Regions from separate parts of the Callithrix jacchus genome. Here region 2 is linked to region 1. A link is a contact called in public Hi-C data. All regions are on one chromosome and are shown on one strand. Each heading gives the region's core, a stretch centred on a gene start, on an enhancer-like site or on the middle of the called end of the contact. The rest is flanking DNA. Distances are from core to core; before and after follow the strand shown. Region 1 overlaps ADCY9 (adenylate cyclase 9). Region 2 holds the start of SRL (sarcalumenin).

What was found. Hi-C and Micro-C count contacts between places; a contact is called where the count stands out from the background.
Region 2: a contact with region 1 is called in a Hi-C map of skeletal muscle, with 8 times the contacts expected there. The contact joins the promoter of SRL here to the enhancer-like site in region 1. A contact is called at or near these places in 2 of 3 Hi-C or Micro-C datasets (both in skeletal muscle).

Annotation. Positions count from the first base shown.
Region 1 is chr12:6,227,303-6,230,235 of calJac240_pri, forward strand. It overlaps ADCY9 (adenylate cyclase 9), which reads right to left. Exons shown (of 12, transcript XM_054242529.2): 3 at 1-1,480. The coding sequence starts at 1,437. Among named protein-coding and RNA genes, the nearest start is that of ADCY9, 13 kb to the right of the region's middle. Within about 2 kb of position 1,474, at least 10 of the 16 cell types and tissues checked have an H3K27ac peak or open chromatin away from gene starts, as enhancers often do. A contact at or near this core is called in skeletal muscle, where this site is marked.
Region 2 is chr12:6,357,666-6,360,598 of calJac240_pri, forward strand. It overlaps SRL (sarcalumenin), which reads right to left and starts at 1,481. Exons shown (of 6, transcript XM_078344544.1): 1 at 1,359-1,481.

The DNA.
Region 1 (2,933 bases), core at 224-2,723:
CTCCTGGCAGAACTGCTCAATGGCCTTGATCATGCCCAGCCCCATCTCAATGCAGCAGTAGGCATGGTCGGCCCGGGGCTCGGGACAGCCCGCCACGCAGTAGTAACAGTCTCCCAGAGTGCTGATCTTCTCACACTTGGTCTCCTCACACAGGCGGTCGAAGCGACCGAACAGATCGTTCAGGAGACCCACCAGGGCGTGGGCGGACTTGTTGGCACTCATCTTGGTGAAGCCCACGATATCTGCAAATAAAATACTGACTTCCTCGATCTGCTGCATCTTAAAAGGGCGGAAGGCAATAGGAGCTTTTTGTATGGAAGACTTCTTCTTCCTATTCTTGGGGCTCGAGGTGGCATACCTCTTGACAGAATTCTCACTCTCCTCATCCCCCTGCTTCATTAAGTCGTCGGCTATGATTCTTGGCATCACGGAGTGAATCATCCTCTCTTTAAGGGCTTTCTCCACTTCCAAGTCCTTCCCGTGCATGATGGACTGTCCAACCTTGAGGAAGGTGCTCCTGGACCTCACCTGGGACATGACGAACAGGTGGACCCCGATGGCATGGATGCAACCGTGGAGCAGCGCCCTGCTCAACAGCTCCCAGTGCAGGGCCCCGGCTCCGGGCGAGGGGAAGCAGGCTTCATCCCGGAAATGGTAGCCAAAGGTCTCGAAAAGGACAGAGTAGGCCACCCCCAGACACAAGCTCAAGTACAAAGGCAAGTGCATGACGGTGTAGAGCAAGAAGAGCACTTCGATGCACATGGAAAAGCTCCCCACTTGAGATAAGCACGTGTCCGTGGGCTGGGCTGCAGCCGTCAGATTGGAGCTGTCGCCCAGTCCTGAGACAGGCGTCAAGACCTGGAACTGTGCAGCCAGGGTCAGGGCGAACACCAGCAGGGTGAGGGCCAGCGAGGTCCACACGTAATGCCGGGCGTACAGCTTGGTGAAGGTAAACAGAAAGAAGCCCACGCACACCAGGAGGAAGCACAGAGCGGGGGCGACCATGACGATCAGTCTGGATCTCATGTGGACCGCAAAATAGATGCTCCACAGAAGGCAAGCAAAGCCAATGTAGAAGAGTGCATACCGGAACCGGCGCTGGGTCTGCGGGAAGCAGCGCTCCAGGCAGGCCTCCTCCAGGTTTACCGAGTCGAACTTGGGGTCCCACCAGCGGCTGGAGGCCCTCTCGAACAGCTGGGGGAGCTTCTTCTGCCTGCGAAGGCGGCCTCCGCTGCCCACTCGCCGGGGGACACCCCCGGAGTCCCCGGAGCTGCTGCAGCTGGAGGAGATGCTGTACTTGCAGTGCTTGGGGTGGCTGTTGGAGGACAGCTGCTTGGGGTTGATCTTGACGCGCACGCTGTTGCTGTCCCCGCTGGAGTCGCAGCTCACCTCGGTGCTGTGGTGATGCAGCAGCTGCTGGTGGGGCGGGGAAGCCATGTTGCCGAGTCCCGGGGCCTGCCCCGGCCGGGGTCACCAGTACCTGCCAGCAAAACGGGGAGAGTTAGTGGCGCTCCCACCTGGACACGCACACCTAGGGGCCGGGGACTCGCTGCCGTCCTAAGGGGCGGCTCCAGCACGCGGCTAGGAAAGGCACCAGAGGCTCCCCGAAACTGTGTGTGGATCCCGGCTCAGCCGTGCCCCCACCGCCCCCGCTTCGAGGCGGACGCGAACCGCTCGGTACAGACCTAGAGCGCCCGGGGGTCCCCGACGCGTGGCTGCCGTGAGTCCCAGACCGCGGTGCCCGCTCGCCTTCCGCGCCGCTCGCCCCGAGGGTGGCCTCCGCGCCGCACGGCTTCTACTCCCCGCGCGCTCGCCTCCTCCAGCTGCGGCTCCGGAGGGAAGTTCAGACCTTGAGCGCTCCCAGCCCCGCGAGCCGCCTGCGCACAAACAACTCCGCCGGCGGCGCGGAGCCCTCCATCCTGCAGGAGCCGCGCTCCGATGCGTCAAAGGCAGCGCGCTGCGGGCCCCGGCCCCGGCCCCCACAGGAGCCGCGAGCCTCGGCGGGCGCCCCGGGCCCGCGCTCCCTGGGCCGCCCCCCGCGCTCCGGGCCCGCCCTGCTCGCCGCGGCGGGCGCTGGGGGTGGGGGCGCCCCTGGCCGCGAGTGCGCGGAGCCCGTCGGCGCGGCCCGTCTAGCGGGGCCTGCTTCCCCCGAGCGCGCCGCCGCCCCCGCCGGGGCCGCCGCTGTCCCGGGACCGAGCGCGGGGAGCCGAGGGCGCGGGCCACTCGCCGGGCGGCGGTGCGGACGCTACCTCAGAGCCGGGCTCCCGCGACGCCGGCCGGGACGCCCGCCCGCCAGCCCGCGCCGGGGGCCGCCTCCCCGAGCTAGAGACGCGGCCGCCGCCGCGCCCGCCGCCGTGTCCCCCGCGGCCGCTGCCTCATGTCGGAAGAGCCGCCGCCGCCGCCACCATCTCCGGCCCCTGCCCCGCCCGCTGTCACTGACAGACGCGCGCCCGCGCCGCCCCTCGCCCCGCTGCAGCGCGCACGCGCGGCCCGCGCACGCCGCCGCCGCCTCCGGGCCCCGGACACGCGCACCGGCCGCGCGCCGCCCCGCCTTGGTGCGCGCACCGGGCTCGGGGCTGCGGGGCGGGGCGGGCGCGCGCCCGGCTCCGCCCTCCGCCCCGGGCGGCGCCTGTCCAAGGCAGCGCGCTGCGGGCACTGCGGGCTCTTCGGGCACTGCGGGACACCGCGCGACACCGGGAGCCCCGACCCCATGGAGAGACCTGAAGGCGCCTGCCGTGGAAGGAGCCGCTGGGCGCAACGTTTGGGAAATCAAAATGCTGCCTTCCCACTCGGCACGCCTGTGGGATAAATCGAAGTTTCCAACCGTTGGAGTTCCCTCCCGGGCGGCGCCCCTGGCTCTATAAGCAACGAATGCGCGCCCCGGGGCACTCGGCGGGCCCTGGACCTGCTCACGGGGTGACCTCCGCGGCCCA
Region 2 (2,933 bases), core at 231-2,730, 130 kb after region 1:
AATGATGTTAAATCTGACAATACTAAGTGCTGGTGAGAATCCAGGCAACTGGAACTCTCATAAAAATGGTAGAGAATAGATCATTACACACACATACACATAAAGCATAAAAAATGGGTAAATCTGAATAACTTCCATGTACAGTACCCATGTCAATTACCTGGTTTCTATGCTAATTGTAGTTATGCAAGATGTTAACATGGGGGAGACTGGGTGATCTCCCTATACAGCTTGCTTTAAAAAAACAGCCTGGGCTCCTGGCTCACGCCTGTAATCCCAGCACTTTGGAAGATCAAAGTGGGCAGATCATGAGGTCAGGAGATTGAGACCACCCTGGCCAACATGGTGAAACCCATCTCTACTAAAAATACAAAAAAAAAAATAGGTGGCTGTGGTGGCGCACACCTATGATCCCAAATACTCAGGAGGCAGAGGCAGGAGAATCGCTTGAACCTAGGAGGCGGAAGTCCACTGCACTCCAGCCTGGGTGACAGAGGCTCTGTCACAAAAAAAAAAAGAAAATACAGATCAAGTCTTGCTATGTTGTCCAGGGTGATCCAGATATTCAGGGCTAAAGCCATCTTGCCCCTTCGGACTCTCAAGTAGCTGGGATTACAGGCTAGAACCACCAACCCTGTACATTTATACAATTATTTCAAAAATTAAAAATCTGAAAGACAACAAACTGCTTGCGGGCTAGCGGCAGAAAGCAAGCATTAGGCCACTTCTGGGGCTTGCTAGGGTCGCCGGCTACGTGGGTGTATGTCCAGTTGTGAAAATTCAGGGAGAGCCTAAGCTATGCACCCTCTTCTGAAATTGTTACCTAGTACGCCAATAAAAGGCTTCTGGCCCCAGAGCAGTGGCTCACGCCTGTAATCTCAGCACTCTGGGGACTAAGGCAAGAGGATCGCTTGAGGTCGGGAGTTCCACGATAGCCTAGACAACATGCTGAGGCCCGTCTCTACGAAAAAATTAAAATTAGCCGAGCTGGTGGCGTGTGCCTGTGGTCCCAGCTACTCCGGAGGCTGAGGCGGTAGGATCGCCTGAGCCCGGGAGGTAAAGGGTGCAGTGAGCCGAGATCGCACCACCCTACGCACCACCCTACACTCCACCCTACGCGACACAGCAGGACCCTTTTAAGAACAGGTTCTGTTGAGTGTCGCATTGATCCGGTCCGTCCCACGCCCCCTGTGCTTCACAAAAACGTCAAGTCCGACCTCCCGGCCCGGCGCGGGGGCCTCCTCTTCCGCGGGCCCGAGCTCCTTGAGGCCGGGAGTCACCTATCGCACTCAGCCTGACACGGCAATGTCTCGGATACTTTGGGTAAAAATTAAACGTCTTACGAAAAATCCTGTCACCTGTTTCTCGATTTTTTTTTTTTTTTACGGTGGCGTCTAGAACCTTTCCTCAGCGCAAACTCCGTACCCGGGTGCCGTAACCACCTGTTCCCAGGGTGGGCAGGAAACGCGCCGGCGGCGTCTGCGCGCGGGGCGTGCGTGAGAGCGCGCGGGCGTTAGGCGCGGGGGCGGGGAAGAGGGCGGGGCAAGACGACCATGGTGGCGGGAGCGCGCCCGCCCTGGCCTGAGGCGTCAGGAAACAAGCGCGCGAGCGAAGGGGCGGGGCGAGTCCGGGAAAAGGCGGGGCCGCAGCCGCGCCCCTGACTTCCGCCGCCTGCGGGTGAGACCGCCTACCATCCCCGGGCGCGCTTGGGCAAGTCGGGGGAGGCGGGGTGGCCCGCCCCCAAGCCACGCCTCTGACCTATGAGAACTGGGCTGTCCCGCACCGACAGAGAGGAGCCTTCGCTCTCGCAGGGGCTGGGCGTTCTGGGCGCACTGCGCCCTCTGTTGAACCTTAGAAGCTGCGCGGGAACCGTCGGGCCTGCCGTTTCGCACCTGGCCGAAAGGGGTCGCTGTGCCGGGCCAGATCCTATGTAAATTTACCTGGATAATCTCACTAAGAGAAAATTAGCTGCAGTGCAAAGAAGCCAGACTCAAAAGAGTGGATTATTCCATTTACATGACATGTTGTCACAGGTAAGACTACAGCAACAGAGAATTAGATCAGTGGCTCTTATGGGCTGAATTAAACACCAAGGGGCATGGGGGACATTGGAGATAAAGGAACCAATTCATATCTTTTTGTTTTTTAATTTTGCTTTCCTTTTATTCTTTTTAAAATCGTATCTTGATCATAGTGGTGTATAGGAAACTGTGCATTTGTCAAAACACGCAAAACCAAAAACCAGAAAGTTTGAGTTTTACTAAATGTAACTACTTTTTTATTAATTTGTTTTTAAAGACAAATTCTTGCTCTCTTGCCCAGGATGGAGTGCAGTGGCTCCATCTTGGCTGACTGAAATCTCTACCTACTGGGGGCAAGTGATTCTCCTGCCTCAGCCTCCCCAGTAGCTGGGACTATAGGCGAGCACCACCAAGCCCAGCTAATTTTTGTATTTTTAGTAGAGATAGGGTTTCACTATGTTGGCCAGGCTGGTCTTAAACTTCTGACCTCATGTGATCCACCTACCTTGGCCTCCCAAAGTGCTGGGATTATAGGTGTGAGCCACCTTGCCTGGCCAACTACTTGAACTTTTTAAAAAAAGATATTAAAACCAGAAAGCAGATAGGTGGTTGCCGGAGACTGGGAGGAGGGGGAAGGAGTGCTTAACGGAGGCATTTTGGAGTGATGGACATGTTTTGGAACCAGGTAGGCTGTGTAACACTAATTGTATTAAGTGCCATTGAATTGTTCACTGTAAAATTCCAGGAAACTCTGCAGGCTCCTTTCTGTTAAAAGAGTTCATGTCCATGTCATCATGGGGTGAGCTGTGACTGCCTTCTACTCTGGCCTCAGTCCTCAAGCACCCAGCACCATGAGCATGAGGCATAGCAGAGGACCATGGCGTAAATCGATCTCTAGCCACGGAAGACTGA